Regions from separate parts of the Mus musculus genome. Here all the other regions are linked to region 1. Evidence: chromatin contacts called from public HiCAR-type, HiChIP or PLAC-seq and promoter capture Hi-C data. All regions are on one chromosome and are shown on one strand. The core of a region is the stretch at or near the end of the contact, and the rest is flanking DNA. Distances in the headings are between cores, read along the strand shown.

Region 1 (2,669 bases), core at 52-2,551:
AGGAATGATCCTGGATTGTCTTTACTAAAATGGAGGCTGGCTGGTTCTTTAAGACCTCATGTGTACTAGGCAAGTGCCCTACCACTGATCAGTATTTTCAGGCCTCTATAAATATCCTATATTTACTTCTCAGTTATTGTGTTCGTCCGAAGAGGCTCTAGTAGACCTGAACATGGCAAACCTAGCTTTGTTAGGCCAGAGCCCTTCTCCTCTATCCCCTCTGCCTTGCTAAACTGTTAGATTACATTTCTAAAGCTAGACACCAAGGTCTCCTTCTTACTCTCCCTTGATCCTGCAGAAAATTATTGTTTTAAACTCATAAAGACTAAGTGAGAACTTAACCTAATCCAAAATAATCAAAAGTATAATACTGTAATACAACAGATAAATTTCAACCTAATTTCCCTAAAGTTTCTAAACAGCTTTAGATGAATGATCGGAAGATGGGTTTGAGGAGAAAACCTTTTTGCCGGGGAGATACAACACACATGTTAATGCACCCCAGAAAGGGAACCCAGACTGATCCATAGAACAATTTCCCCAGTGTCTAGCTTGGTGAACCAGTGAGTTCGTCAGGATTGGGGTTCCTAACAGAAGTATGGATGAAGGGGTACTCATAGGAGCAACTGCGTCACTCCCACACAGCACCACAGCTCCGTGGGTGCGAGCGATGACTCATTAAAGCCGCAATCCTGGAGCTCTCTGCACTTTTGTATACATCCTGGCAATCCAAATCTCTCCTTTGTTCTTCAGTCCTTAGAATCTCCAACCCCCCACCCCGCCCCCACCCCCGCCCCGCCCCCCGTTGTTTACACTTTTTATACCGCTGAGAAAGAGCCCTCAAGAATCTTCCAAATTTCTGCTCCTATAGAGAACCTTTCACATCTCCACCTCCACCCCCACGCCCTTGGAGAGGATGTTTGTATTTGCATGGAAATGTTTTTACAGCAATCATTAATAGCCTAGTCAGACTGAGCTATGAGACGGACTCTTCAATCACTCTGTTCCTCATAATCGCAAAGTAAGAAAGCTGGGTAGGGGCAGGCCTTCTAGTCTGGAACGTAATCTCCTCAAGAGGTGAAGCGGGATTCTGGGTACAAAGTAGCAAAATACGAGCTGCGCGGAACCTTTTAGATTCTCGACTAGTGTTCAGTGATTCCGTGAACTTTGCGGATATGGAGAACAGAACGGGGCTAGAAAGATAGGCTTGGGGATGGGCACAGCTCGTCGCGAGCCTGATGAGAATCGGGTGTCAGACTAGGAAACTAAGAGCCCATCATCACCCTCCCCGCCCCCCAGGCACAGTCAGGATCCACGCATGGGCGCTCGAAGAGGTCCAAGTGGTGGCTGTCCCTGGAGCTAGTGTTGTGTGAGCCTGAGTCGCAGCAGCTTGGAGCTGTCAGGAGGCTGGGCCACACGCTCCTCCCCTGTCCCTCTTGCACAGCAACCGGAGGAGGGGAGGGTCGAGCCTAAAGGTAGATTTTACGAGGAGGCTGTATGCTCAACCCACCTCTGAGTTATTCTATCCCCGGGGGTAAAAAGACTGTCTGGAAGCCTGCCGTGCTAGGATCTGACTCGCTCTGGTGGCATTGCTGCGCTCAGGGTTCTGGGTATCCGGGAGTCAGTGCAGTGACCAGGTAAGAAGCCCAAGGGCAGGGAAGGGCTTGTGATGGTGTCAGTGGGCTACTGCGGGGACGTGGGAGCGTGGTCCTCAAGGTGGGTGGGCTGGAACCACAACGTTCAAGTGTTTGGCTCAGGACTCACCTCGGAGCTCCCCAGAAACTGGCTCCAGAATTGTTGCGTGGAGGGGAGGGGTTGCTTCTGAGAAAGCCACCCTAAGAATTCAGAATTGAGGGGGCGGAAGCTGAACCCAGTGCAGCAGGGAAATGTGGTGTTCTTAGATCTCATCCTGGGACGTCCTTACAAGGAATATCCCAGATCTTCCCAGGTCTAAGAAGTTTGAAAACTGAATTATAAAAATAAAGCAATGCTGCTCTTTCTTGGGGCATCCGGCTGCTGGCCAGATGAAATGACCTTTAAGGCTGGATTTTTACAAAGCAAAGTAAGCTAAATAAATTAATTAATTAAAATTAAAATTAAAAAAAAATAAAAAAAGAACATGGTCCTCGATTGGGGCTTCCATTCTATCCCATGGGAATCACTTCAGGGTCGTGGGAAGGAAAAGAGGAAGGAAGGAAGGAAGGAAGGAAGGAAGGAAGGAAGGAAGGAAGGAAGGAAGGGAGGGAGGGAGGGAGGCAGGCAGGCTCTTACTCGCATGGTGTTGTCACCTCTAAAAGGCACGCAATCTGATTTGGGTGGATTACATTTGACCCAAATAAGATTGCTGAGTTGGGAGGCGCGCGCGTGTGTGTGTGTGTGTGTGTGTGTGTGTGTGTGTGTGTGTGTGTTCCCTGAAGCAAGAGGGCTGGTAAGCAAATTTTGAAGTCACATTGACCTGGGTCAAAACAAAGAGAAGGTCTGGAGGGTACTGGAGAACTGTCAGCACCCAGGCAGGTTTTTCTTACTGAAGGGACCCTAGTAACCTTATAGAAGAGATGGCTTACTGATGGAGAGTCCTGAGAATGGCAGCTTCATCTCCTTGCCATGGGGAGTTGGAGTTGTTTCCCTTCCTCAGGCATTTGTACACAGAACCTGTCCCTCACTGATAC
Region 2 (2,669 bases), core at 125-2,624, 690 kb before region 1:
CCTGCAATTACCCCGTAAACTCAACTAATCAAGTGGAAAGGAATTCATTTCAAAGTCCCTAACAGCAAATGTTTGTCTCCTGAGTCAAAAAGCACTTGGTGTATAAAAGGTACACAAAGCAGGAGGGAAGCGGAGGGAGAATAAAATTAGAAGCTCTAAGAAAACAGAATAGCCAGTGTCTGTAAACACTAGCTAAATTTGTCTCCCACAAAACAAAGTGTGGGCACGGGGTGCCACATCAGCAGAGCTCCTGTTTTTGTTGGGCTTCTAAATCATCCGCTAGTTTCCTGAATTATTAATTTCAGTAATGGTTTTAAGCAGCATCGACTCTGGAGTGAGAACGTGATAATGTCTTTCTGATTTATACCACAAAACCAAATACTGGTCTTACACTTTTTGCCTTGTGGTAACACCAAGCTGGGGGCGGGGGGGCGGGGGAGAAACATACTTTTACTTTACTTTTAAATTATAACCATTCGAGGGAGCTCGTGTCTAGCCCAGACGCAACTTATCAAAAGAACTGTTACACCACTGAACAAAACTCCTTTTCAAAGAAGTCCGCTGCGACGCTTGCTCTCTCTCTCTCTGACTCCAAACGAAAACCTGAAGAACGCACAGAAAAACAACCTTGTGGCCCCGGTACTTTTGCTCGCCTCCAAGAAGGAAGTCTCCCTCCAAACAGGAAACAGCAAACAGCTCCTCCAGAGGTTCCAACTGGGAATCCTAGAATAACCGAACCCCTAACCCAGTCCTCAGGAGGAGGAAATTCGCCGCGCTGCTAGGTGCCAACACACCTGACAAGGCAGACGACGAATACCAGGAAAAACGATTTCAAAAAACTGACCCACGAAAAGAGGAAGGGGAGAGAAGTCACAAATCACTGCCAAAAAGCCCAGCCGATCGCAAAGAGAATTAAGTTTCTTCCTGTGCTTCCAATTCTCTATGACAAAATGTCTGTGTGTGTGTGTGTGTGTGTGTGTGTGTGTGTGTGTGTGTGTGTGCGCGTGCATAGTAGATGTGGGGGTGTGAGTGCATTCTTTTTTAAACCAATCTGTACCAAGCCACCGAGTAGCAGAGCTGCAAGTGCCACTTTCTCAAGTTCGCGATCGCCCTCCCCCATGGAAGTCAGGGGCTCCCAGAGGGCGCAGGGCAACGGGTCACGGGTTCGAGCCCCGCTGTCCCGCACAAGGACCGACGAGGGGAGAGCCCGATTGGAGCCGACCCGCGTGCGAGGAGCCCAGTGGCCGGCGCGGTAGTGCTTACCCATGCTGCGGCTCTGGCGGGGAGAGCGCGGCCCCGCGGCCCCTTCTGTGCACCGGCTCAGGCGCGGCGGGGAAGCGACTCCATCCGCCCGCGGCGCGCTTGGCCGCTCCTCACGCCCGGCCTCGGCCGCAGCCCCGGCAGGCGGGGGTGGGAGGGGGGGTGGAGAACGGGGTCCGCGCCTGAGCACAGGGCGCACTCAGCCACGCTCCCGGGCCGCTTCCGCTCGCAGCTGGCTGAGGCACTTGGCGGGGTCTCGCACGGTCAGCCCGCACCCGCTCCCTCGGAGGCGGAGCGCGCCACGCTCGAGAACGCGGTGGCAAGCCACGGGCCCAGTGTGAAGAGAGTCGGGACCCGGCTGGGGCGAAATCTCGCGAGAACGATCTGGGATTCCCGGCCACGCCCCCTGCGGCCCCCGCGCGCGCCACCCAGGCTCCGGCAGCTGGTGCCAGGTGCGGTGACGTCACGCGGGGGCGCGCGCCACCATCCTCCAGGTGTGGCGGGCTGCGGGCACTTGGTCTCCCTGGGGTGTACGACACAGCTGGCTGCCCGGCCCATACAGATACCAAAGGGGTTCTGCAAAATGAGCCCCGGTTACCCCACTTTCTTTTTTCTTTCTTTTTTATTTATTTTTTTTTTTTGCAAAGGTGTCGCTTGTGAGAGATCTAAAAGAGAACAGCTATGGGAGCGAGAACTTCGAAGTTCAAGGCGGGGTCCCCTTCCCCCCCCCGCAAATGTGGGGACCCCACAGTTCACCTACAGAGTTCCCTGCGGGTCAAAAGCAATGTTTTTCTTTGGGGTGGGTGAGAAACGCAGTGAATTTTTCATAGGCATACATTATTGTATTCCTTGAGTCTCTTGTTGGCCAAAGATGACTTCCTACACCCTCTTTTGAAATAGAAATCGTTCTAAATTAGGCATCGTGGTTTGAAACATTGCCAGGCATTATTTTTTTTTTCCTCTAGAGTCAATATGAAGGCCGGCGTAGGATTATTGTAATCAAACACGAGCTTTCTTCAACTTATTGACAAATTTAATTAATATGACCTTAATTTTCCTCCCCTCCTATTTGAAAAAGTCAACTTCAAGGCCTGAGCAAGTATGGGGGAGCAACGTGTTGACTGCCAACTATTGTGCCTAGTGTTGGTTTTTTGTTTTTTTTTTTTTTTTCAAGAAATTACGCCTTTGAATTCTCACAGCTACCGGACACTTAAACTGCTTTGCCCGTTGGAACCAGGCCGACTTGGGTCTCTGAAACTCAGCTCTGCCGTTTATTTTTTTGTAGGTCCCTGGGTGAATGAACCTGACTGGAGCTTTAGCAGTTAATGTGTTAAAAGAAATGTTTATTTACAGTGTAGAACAAGAGTAGAGACTTTGTAAATAGCCATTCCCACTCCCTCCTATAGCCC
Region 3 (2,669 bases), core at 100-2,599, 580 kb before region 1:
CTTAGTGAATAAGCTGGGGCACAAAAGATGCGGTTATAAGAAGGTGACGTAGGAGCCTCTGGCAAGCGATGCAGATGCCAATTCTCACTTGTGTTCCGGTCCCTCTCGCTTTTGTCAGTTTTAGAATGTTCTAGGCTGGGTTTGGTGCTGTCGTAGCACAGAGAGGAAACAGCATGAAGGACAACCAGGCCAGAGATAGTTGATGGTCTGAGCCTTTTGTTTGCTGGCTTCACTCGCTCCGCTGTTCTAAAGCTTCAGTCAATGGGTCTATGTTGAACCAGTTTCCGCTGTTCACTACAAAGATGCAATTGGAAGCCGAGGGAGGGAGGGAGAAGCTCTGGAGAGTATGGCTCAGTGGTTAAGAGCACTGACTGCTCTTCCAAAGGTCCTGAGTTCAAATCCCAGCAGCCACATGGTGGCTCACAACCATCTGTCATGGGATCTGACTCCCTCTGAAGACAGCTACAGTGTACTTAGATATAATAATAAATAAATCTTAGAAAACAAGTAGCTGAGGGAGGAGTTTTTTACTTGTCTCATCCAGGGTGCCTGGAGGATGACGGCGAGGCGCCACTTTGCTTACCTCACCAAGTGAGAGGGACAAAACATAGTTTTGATCTGCAGTAGCTTCGCGGTGAGCACCACATCTCCACCTAGTCCTCCGCTATTGTCGGCTGCTATGAACAGACCCTGCTGTCACCTGGCCATTTATCTCCATGGTCCTGTTTAAGCTCTAGCCTATTGACTAAGGGGATGCAAGTTGAAGTGGATGTCCCCACGTTTGAACACAGCACTACATGCTGGTATCTGAAATCTGAGTCACATCTAGGTCAGTCACATTTTCTAGATTTATGAGTCTAGATTTTATTTTTCCAGGTGTCTTGTTTTTCTGTCTCTAAATGATGACATCCACCCCCCTGCCTTCCCCCCCCCCCCCACACACCATATACCCTGGGTATGGTTATTTGTAGCAAAATCAATACTCTTGTACTTGAATAATTTTTTTCTTTGCATTTTGAACCAAGGTGTTTATTCACAAAAGGAAGAATTGTCCATTTGTCTGTCTGCTCAGTCTTTGGCTTAGCATAGGGCATGTGCAGAGGCTCAATAAAAATCTTTTGCCTCAATCAGTACATGGCACATGCATTACCTCAGGGTCATATTTGTAAATAGGTATGGGTGTTTGCCTACAGGTGTCTGTGCACCACTTGCATGCAGGTGCCTGAGGAGGCCAGTAGAGGGCATCAGATCTCTGGGAACTGGAGTTACAGATGGCTGTGAGTCACCATATGGGTATTGAGTACAAGAGAGACTCTGGAAGAGCAGACAGTGCTCTTAGCCACTGAGTCATCACTGTAGCCCGCATGCCATATTATTAAGGAGGCTGAACACCAAGTGATTCAGCCTCGCTACAGACAAGTAGAAACCTGTCTCTGGCCTCCTTAACCACAAAGTTGGGGGGCTTCCCTCGACACAGAAGCCAGAGAACCATTTGACACCGTTCCTCTGTCACAGGCTGTATCATTGGTCCATTTTCCACATGACACTGTGCATTCAAGCATTCATCTCTGCAGATCCCTGGGCAGTATGGCAGTGTGTGTGTGTGTGTGTGTTTGTGTGTGTGTGTGTGCTTGTGTGTGTGTGTGTGTGTGTGTGTGTGTGTGTGTGTGTGTTTGTGTTTGTGTGTGTGTTCTAATTGGAAAGGAAATCTTCACTTGCCTTTAAAGTGCAGTGCTACTATATTTCTTTGCAAATATATATACGTATATGCATATGTATATGCAGATGTATACACACACACACACACACACACACACACACACACATATCTCAAAGTTCCTTTCAGGCTGAAGAATCCATTATTGTCGGGCCAGTGAGATGACAGAGCAGTTTAAGGTATCTGCTGCCAAGTCTGATGACCTGAGCTCAATCCCTGAAATCCACACCGTGGAAGGGGAAAACTGTCTCCCACGAGTTGTTTTCTTGACCGCCACAGGTGTATGCAAATATGCATGTGCACGTGCACACAAGCACTAAATAAACAGAAAGTTTAAAAAATTAAGGTATATATTATTTACTATGTAAGAGAACATCAAAAAAGTCTTGAGAAGTACACCATGGGAGAAAACACACCTAGCCCTTCAAATAATTTGCCCTTCTAGAAAAATCCTGAAATAGCCCTTTCCCCATACAGTAGTAGAATGATAACATTATCTCAGAGATGAGCAGGCGTTTAAGGCTCAGCGGAACGGGAAGAGAGTTGGGTTTTTCTTCCTATTTGTTTTGAATAGCTCTGCTCCCGGGTCCTCTGCTTGCCCAGATGATCTGTGAAATGGGTGAGTGAGCAGCGCACCTCCCCAGCGCGACTGTTACTGACGTCAGCAAGCCTCATTAGCTGCTGTTTGTCTAACCAAAGGGAACAGCGGGTGGAGAGAATCTTAATGACCTGACTTCCCACACTGCAGGTGCCACTTGCCTGGTGTGCACGCTGAGATTGCATCAGCTGACTAGGCAAACAAGGAACAGTGGAAATGGGAGGCAGAGAAAAAGCCCAAGAGAGACTGCCCAGTGAGTGGAACTCGCTGCTCCATCCTGGGAGAGTGTAGCAGAGATGTTTGTGCGTGGTGGAGTGAGGTCGACTCAGGTTCACAGCTGTGCGCTGCTACATA
Region 4 (2,669 bases), core at 75-2,574, 550 kb before region 1:
AGAGTTTGAGAATTTCAAGTTGAAATATCACCCCCTTTCACAAAATTCTGTATTTAAGGATAGTATTTTTCAGAATTTAAAAAAATTTTTTACTGGAAACTTAATATTACAGCATTCCCCTTCAGGGTTTATGGTCAAGCTTTTTTAAATATATGTTTTATTTCTTTAACTGGCAGATGTTTGAAAGATGAGAGTAGGATTAATCCTCATATTAATTTTTAAATACATCTCATTCTTCCAAAGAATGCCGAGAAAAAGAACCAACTCTCCATGTAGTAACTGGCAAGGAAGGAAATAGGGCTCCTACCATGGCAACTCCCTGTCAGGGATGCTTAGTGTTGTTTCTGTCCAGGTTCCTCACTGCTGAGAACAAATAGCCAACAATACTGAGAGACGGGGAGGTTTCTTCTGGCTAACAGTTTCAGGGATACAGTTATTGCAGGAGAGGAGAGGAGAGGAGAGGAGAGGAGAGGAGAGGAGAGGAGAGGAGAGGAGAGGAGAGGAGAGGAGAGGAGAGGAGAGGAGGCAGCTGGTTAAACCGGGTCTGCAGTCAGGAAGCAGGGGAGCCACACATAAATGCCGAGACTACACTTGCTTTTTCCTTTTGCTCCACTGTGAGAACACAGCAGACCTCAAAACACAGCAGTTTGGGAACCAACACACACGTCTCTTTGTGTCTGGCAATTGATGTAAGCTCCATGGTTTTTGCTTTTTTTCTAGCTCCTTTAATTGATTGATTGATTGATTGATTGATTGATTGATTTCTGAGACTGGATTTTGCTCTGTAAGCCAGGCTTGTGTAGAACTCCAATTTTGGCTGGCCTGGAATTGGAGAAGTTCATATTCTCATTATACAGAGTGCTTAATGGCACCGTTATGCTCAGGTCATTCATTCATTCATTCATTCATTCATGCATGCATGCATGCATGCATGCATGAGATAGGAGTTTTCTGTGTAGCTCAGAATTTCCCTCCAACTTCAAATTCTCCTTCCTCAGCTTTCCTGGCAATGAAAATACAGGCCTGCGCCATTATGCGCAAGTTATATTGGCTGTTGTTAATATTTATGTTAGGAAAAGAAAATAGTCTCTGTTTTACATACAATCTACTTGGAATCATTTTTTTTTTTTAAAGTTAAGTCGGGGTGAGGGGTGTGTGCAGGTTAACAAGCAAACGCAATTCCTCCAGCTAACGCCAAGGGGCACCCTCTCCTTCCCCTCGGTTTCTGGAGCGCCTTGAGTTCTTTCCATCTGCACAAAGAGCCCGGCCTCCTCCCGGGTGACATCACAAAGGGTCGTTCTCCGCCCCTTCGGCGCCACCACGTGTGTCCCCGAGCTGAGTGGCCATCCGACTCAGTCCCTCGCCGGCCGGTCTAGGCAGCGGAGGAGGCGAGTGCTTGATAGTGGCTGGAAGCTTCGCTATGGGAAGTCGCTCTTTAGCACTGTCGCGGCTAGCCCTGCTCTCTGGTTCTCCGCAGCCGCTGTCGTTGGAGAGCACCGGGAGGCGCGGGTTGCGAGCGCGCCTGCTTCTCACCGCCCGGGCGCCAGCGCCCCTGGGCAGGTGCTGAGCGCCTTTCGGAGCCTCCCCTGCTGCCTCCCTCTTCCGCCTGGGTGCCTGGCTGCTGCAGTGCACATGGGCTGCTGGAGGTAGATGGGCTCACCGCCCGTGAGGCGGCGGTGGATGCGGCGCTGGGCAGAAACAGCCACCAATTCCAGCTGCCGTGGGGCCGAGCGCCCCGGGCGCCGCTGCGAGCCCCGAGCTCGGCCATGGGGACCCGGGCAAGCAGCATCACCGCCCTCGCCTCTTGCAGCCGCACCGCCGGCCAAGTCGGAGCCACGATGGTCGCCGGCTCTCTTCTCCTGGTGAGCGATAGGAGGGGACCCTAGGGTGGCGGCTACGTTCGAGCCTGTGTCCGGGAGCCGGGCGGGTCCTCGGGCCCGTAGTGCCGGAGGCGCGCGGTGGGACCAGACGGGTTGGAAGGGTTGGTTACAAGGCAATAGCCAGACCGAGGAGGACTCCTACTAGATCGTGTGTGTGTGTGTGTGTGTGTGTGTGTGTGTGTGTGTGTGTGTGGTGAGCTAAGGCTAGTGAGTGTTAAAGAATTATTTTTCTTGCAATCTGGCTGCTTGAAGGAGGCGCGAGAGGTGTCCGCCTCGAGGTCCTGCGCATTTTTGGGTTTTTGCCCCCGACTCGGCCTATCTCGCACCCCAACACCCAGCCTCACCCCAATATCATTCGCTGCCAGACCCTCGGCGCGGTGCGAGGCCCGAGTAGTCCTGTCAGTAGCCAGCTGCCGGTTGTGGCCGCTCCTTTGTCGCTACTGCAATGTCATGTCCGGATGCTACCGCAGTGGAGACAGCCGGATCGGTGCGCTCCGGACGCGAGCAACCGCTGCATGCTTCCGCGCGCGAAGCTTTCCGGAGTAGGGCGCAGGCCACCCCTTGCTTCAGCTTCCTTGCTTCTCTCCTCCCTCTTAGTTCAGATGGGTCCTGATTTCTGCAAGCCAAAAGAAGAAGAAGAAGAAGGAGCCCGGGTGGGTGGTGGGGGTGGGGTGGGAGGGGGAGGAGGAGAAGAAGGACCCAGAGACCCAGGCGCCTCTAAAGCACAGGCTTGGAGCCAACCGGCGCTGTGGCTCTCAGTCGAGGGGGAGGGGAAAGAGCTACATAAAG
Region 5 (2,669 bases), core at 67-2,566, 540 kb before region 1:
GGAGACAAGGAGGCTTGCTGGAGCTTGCTGGCTGCCAGTCTTGTTAAAATGGCAAGCTCCAGGTTTGATGAGAGAGCCCTGTCTCAAGTCAACGAAGTGGAGAGCGATGGAGTAGGACACTCTACATCCTCCTCCGGCTTCCCCGTGGGCATGTGCACCTGTACACACACATGCATATACCACACACACACACACACACACACACACACACACACACACACACACACACGCTAACGTCAATGGCACAGATCTGTTGTAACCTTTAAGCTACCAAGGGATCTCTTGTTTATCTGAAGGATGAGGTAATGGAAGTGGAATTGCTGAACAATAAGTAGATGTCTACATTCTGACATGGATTCACACATCCGGGTGCTTCTTGTCTTCAGTCAGGCCCACCTGTGCTGTAAACTGCAAGTGACACATCATAGGTGTGCTATAGGCCACCAGGATGCACAGTGAGACTCTGGAAGCCTTCACAGTCAGTCACCTGCACCAAGTGCTGCTCTCCACTTGATCTCTGCTTCTCTCGTTTAAGCTTCTAATCATTCAATAAACACTTGTAGTGTTTTTGGTTGTTGTTGTTTTTAACCAAATACAGTTTGAGACAGCATGCTGATACTTGATGCATCTATCCACTGTTGTAGTTGACATTCCTTTTTTTTTTTGATTAGATGTTTTCTTTATTTAGATTTCAAATGCTATCCCTAAAGTTCCCTATACCCTCCCTCCGCCCTGTAGGTGACATTCTTAGATACATGGAATTTTCATAATAATCGCAGTTTAAACACAGAGAGAATCTAACCTTCTTATATTGCTTATAATCTTAAGCACAAAGTGTAATCTTCTCTTTTTTTCTTTCTTTTAAATGAGAGAAGAATATTTGAACTCTTTAGTATATTAGCTTTTTATTTTGAGTATCACGAAGAAGCTAATTCTTAGAAGCCAATTATAGTTCTGTTAAGAGAGAGTAATGGGGGGCTGGAGAGAAGGCTCAGAGGTTAAGAGCACAGGCTGGCCAGGCATGGTGGCGCACGCCTTTAATCCCAGGACTTGGGAGGCAGAGGCAGGTGGATCTCTGAGTTCGAGGCCAGCCTGGTCTACAGAGTGAGTTCCAGGACAGCCAGGGCTACACAGAGAAACCCTGTTCTGCATTATAGATTCCAGGGAAGACACACAGAGTATAAGTGTGTAAGTAAGAAAACGATGACAACCATATAGGGAAAAGAAGAAACCGAGGAGGGCTTTACAATTGGGGATGGGAGGCAGGGAGAGCACCCAGGAGGAAGTCTTGTCTCTCTGGATGATTTTGCTTTTTCTCAGACGTCAGGGGGAAGTGAGAGTTTGAAGCCGAGTGTGAAGGAACCAGATTGAGCGTGTGAGTTAGAGTGGGTGGAGAGAGAGAGAGAGAGAGAGAGAAAGAGAGAGAGAGAGAGAGAGAGAGAGAGCGAGCACTCTGCTCATAAAGAAACTTATGGGGGAGACCAGGAAGTTTCTATGAGCAGCTGGTCTCTGCAATGTTTGTATTTCTTTAGATGCCCATGCTGGGAGCTGGCAGATTTCACCTATAAAGGGCCAAGTGATAACAGTAAGCTAACTGAGGTTTCTGGGCAGAATGGTCTCTGTCATAGCTTTGTCGCTTTCCCACAGTAGCCTGAAAGCAGCCACGAGTGCTAGCTACATCAGTGTCTGGACTCTAGGAAGCTTGTTTATAAGACGAGCTGGTATGTTGGCATTCCTTTGCTGGCCCCTGGCTTGAAGGATGGTTTGCTTATTATTTTCCTAGTGTTCATTAGGTAGTTGAGCAAGTGAGGAAGTATAGTCTGTACAGTAGTCCCTGGCCTTGAGCTGCTTATAAGCATTAAGGAAAGATAAGTATATACACTTACGGTACTGCCAACCAACATTAAGAGACACTATGTAATTAGACGCTGGTACAATAGACAGAAACAGGAAGTGCGATGGGCTAGTTGCTCATCTGCTTGGCATCTGGGTGTTTAGAAAGAGATTTAAAGGCTACATAAGGATGGCAGGATTTGACAGAATCACAACACGCAGGAGGGTAGAATTGGTTGAATATTACTACTGAGTTCAACCTGCTCATTTCCTAAGTGAGCAACCCAGGATCCTGTTGACTTCCCAACAGGTTGGGTAAGAACATGCCTTCTCTTTTCAAAATCTTTGTCCAGTTCTTTTCCTGACTTTTTCTGCTTGATCCACCCAGGGATGTTTATGTACGTATGTTTGTGTATATGTTTTATATTGTTAGGGGTGAGAGAATGGGGTCGCTCCAGGTTATCGATTGCATTTAGGATGTCAAAAGACTGGGACCAGGGTGATCGTGTCTGCTACTTGGACTGATGTGGAGAGAAGAGAAGCTAGGTGAGGGGTATGGGAGGGAAGAAGCAGTTGTGCACAATAGAAAACTATACCCTGACCTATATACATGCAAGAAAGCAGTCAATGAAGTCTTGGTGGGAAGACCCTCTGAAGTAAGACATACCCATCCTGTTGGTTGCGTGCCTAGCCTTTAATGGCTAAGCCAGCTCTGTAGAATATGCTCATTCTGTTGAAGAACTCTGAATTGTTAGAGTGAGACAGTTTGTATGTTAAAACAGACAGGTCTTGGTGATGTAACAGAAGTTAGTAAAAGAGAAATCACAGAGCAACAT

Evidence for each region. HiCAR-type assays count read pairs that join an accessible place to other places. HiChIP or PLAC-seq counts read pairs in DNA pulled down with a chosen protein or histone mark. Capture Hi-C pulls out chosen DNA fragments and counts their contacts.
Region 2: a HiCAR-type map of astrocytes shows a contact between it and region 1, with 2.8 times the contacts expected there. The contact joins the promoter of Cd2ap here to the promoter of Pla2g7 in region 1. A contact is called at or near these places in 2 of 39 promoter capture datasets (both in the C10 cell line) and 3 of 115 datasets of contacts at active chromatin or transcription factors (astrocytes, bone marrow-derived dendritic cells and pancreatic cancer cells).
Region 3: a contact with region 1 is called in a FOXA1 HiChIP or PLAC-seq map of pancreatic cancer cells. The contact joins the enhancer-like site here to the promoter of Pla2g7 in region 1. A contact is called at or near these places in 6 of 39 promoter capture datasets (the C10 cell line, cranial neural crest, embryonic stem cells and 2 more), 2 of 115 datasets of contacts at active chromatin or transcription factors (large pre-B cells and pancreatic cancer cells) and 1 of 9 other capture datasets (adipose tissue).
Region 4: a contact with region 1 is called in a promoter capture Hi-C map of adipose tissue, with 4 times the contacts expected there. The contact joins the promoter of Tnfrsf21 here to the promoter of Pla2g7 in region 1. A contact is called at or near these places in 12 of 39 promoter capture datasets (the 3T3-L1 cell line, the C10 cell line, cranial neural crest and 7 more), 7 of 115 datasets of contacts at active chromatin or transcription factors (astrocytes, bone marrow-derived macrophages, embryonic stem cells and 4 more) and 1 of 9 other capture datasets (adipose tissue).
Region 5: a contact with region 1 is called in an H3K27ac HiChIP or PLAC-seq map of microglia, with 7 times the contacts expected there. The contact joins the enhancer-like site here to the promoter of Pla2g7 in region 1. A contact is called at or near these places in 4 of 39 promoter capture datasets (embryonic stem cells, hippocampal neurons, liver and 1 more), 7 of 115 datasets of contacts at active chromatin or transcription factors (bone marrow-derived dendritic cells, embryonic stem cells, large pre-B cells and 2 more) and 1 of 9 other capture datasets (adipose tissue).

Annotation. Positions count from the first base shown.
Region 1 is chr17:43,567,150-43,569,818 of GRCm38.p6, forward strand. It overlaps Pla2g7 (phospholipase A2, group VII (platelet-activating factor acetylhydrolase, plasma)), which reads left to right and starts at 1,302. Exons shown (of 12, transcript NM_013737.5): 1 at 1,302-1,637.
Region 2 is chr17:42,875,050-42,877,718 of GRCm38.p6, forward strand. Cd2ap (CD2-associated protein) reads right to left here and starts at 1,375. Exons shown (of 18, transcript NM_009847.3): 1 at 1,264-1,375. The coding sequence starts at 1,267.
Region 3 is chr17:42,988,877-42,991,545 of GRCm38.p6, forward strand. No RefSeq gene overlaps it. Among named protein-coding and RNA genes, the nearest start is that of Tnfrsf21, 26 kb to the right of the region's middle. Within about 2 kb of position 1,350, at least 51 of the 459 cell types and tissues checked have an H3K27ac peak or open chromatin away from gene starts, as enhancers often do. A contact at or near this core is called in pancreatic cancer cells, where this site is marked.
Region 4 is chr17:43,015,231-43,017,899 of GRCm38.p6, forward strand. It overlaps Tnfrsf21 (tumor necrosis factor receptor superfamily, member 21), which reads left to right and starts at 1,325. Exons shown (of 6, transcript NM_178589.3): 1 at 1,325-1,862. The coding sequence starts at 1,767.
Region 5 is chr17:43,031,340-43,034,008 of GRCm38.p6, forward strand. All of the region lies in intron 1 of Tnfrsf21 (tumor necrosis factor receptor superfamily, member 21), which reads left to right. Among named protein-coding and RNA genes, the nearest start is that of Tnfrsf21, 16 kb to the left of the region's middle. Within about 2 kb of position 1,317, at least 42 of the 459 cell types and tissues checked have an H3K27ac peak or open chromatin away from gene starts, as enhancers often do. A contact at or near this core is called in adipose tissue, bone marrow-derived dendritic cells and microglia, where this site is marked.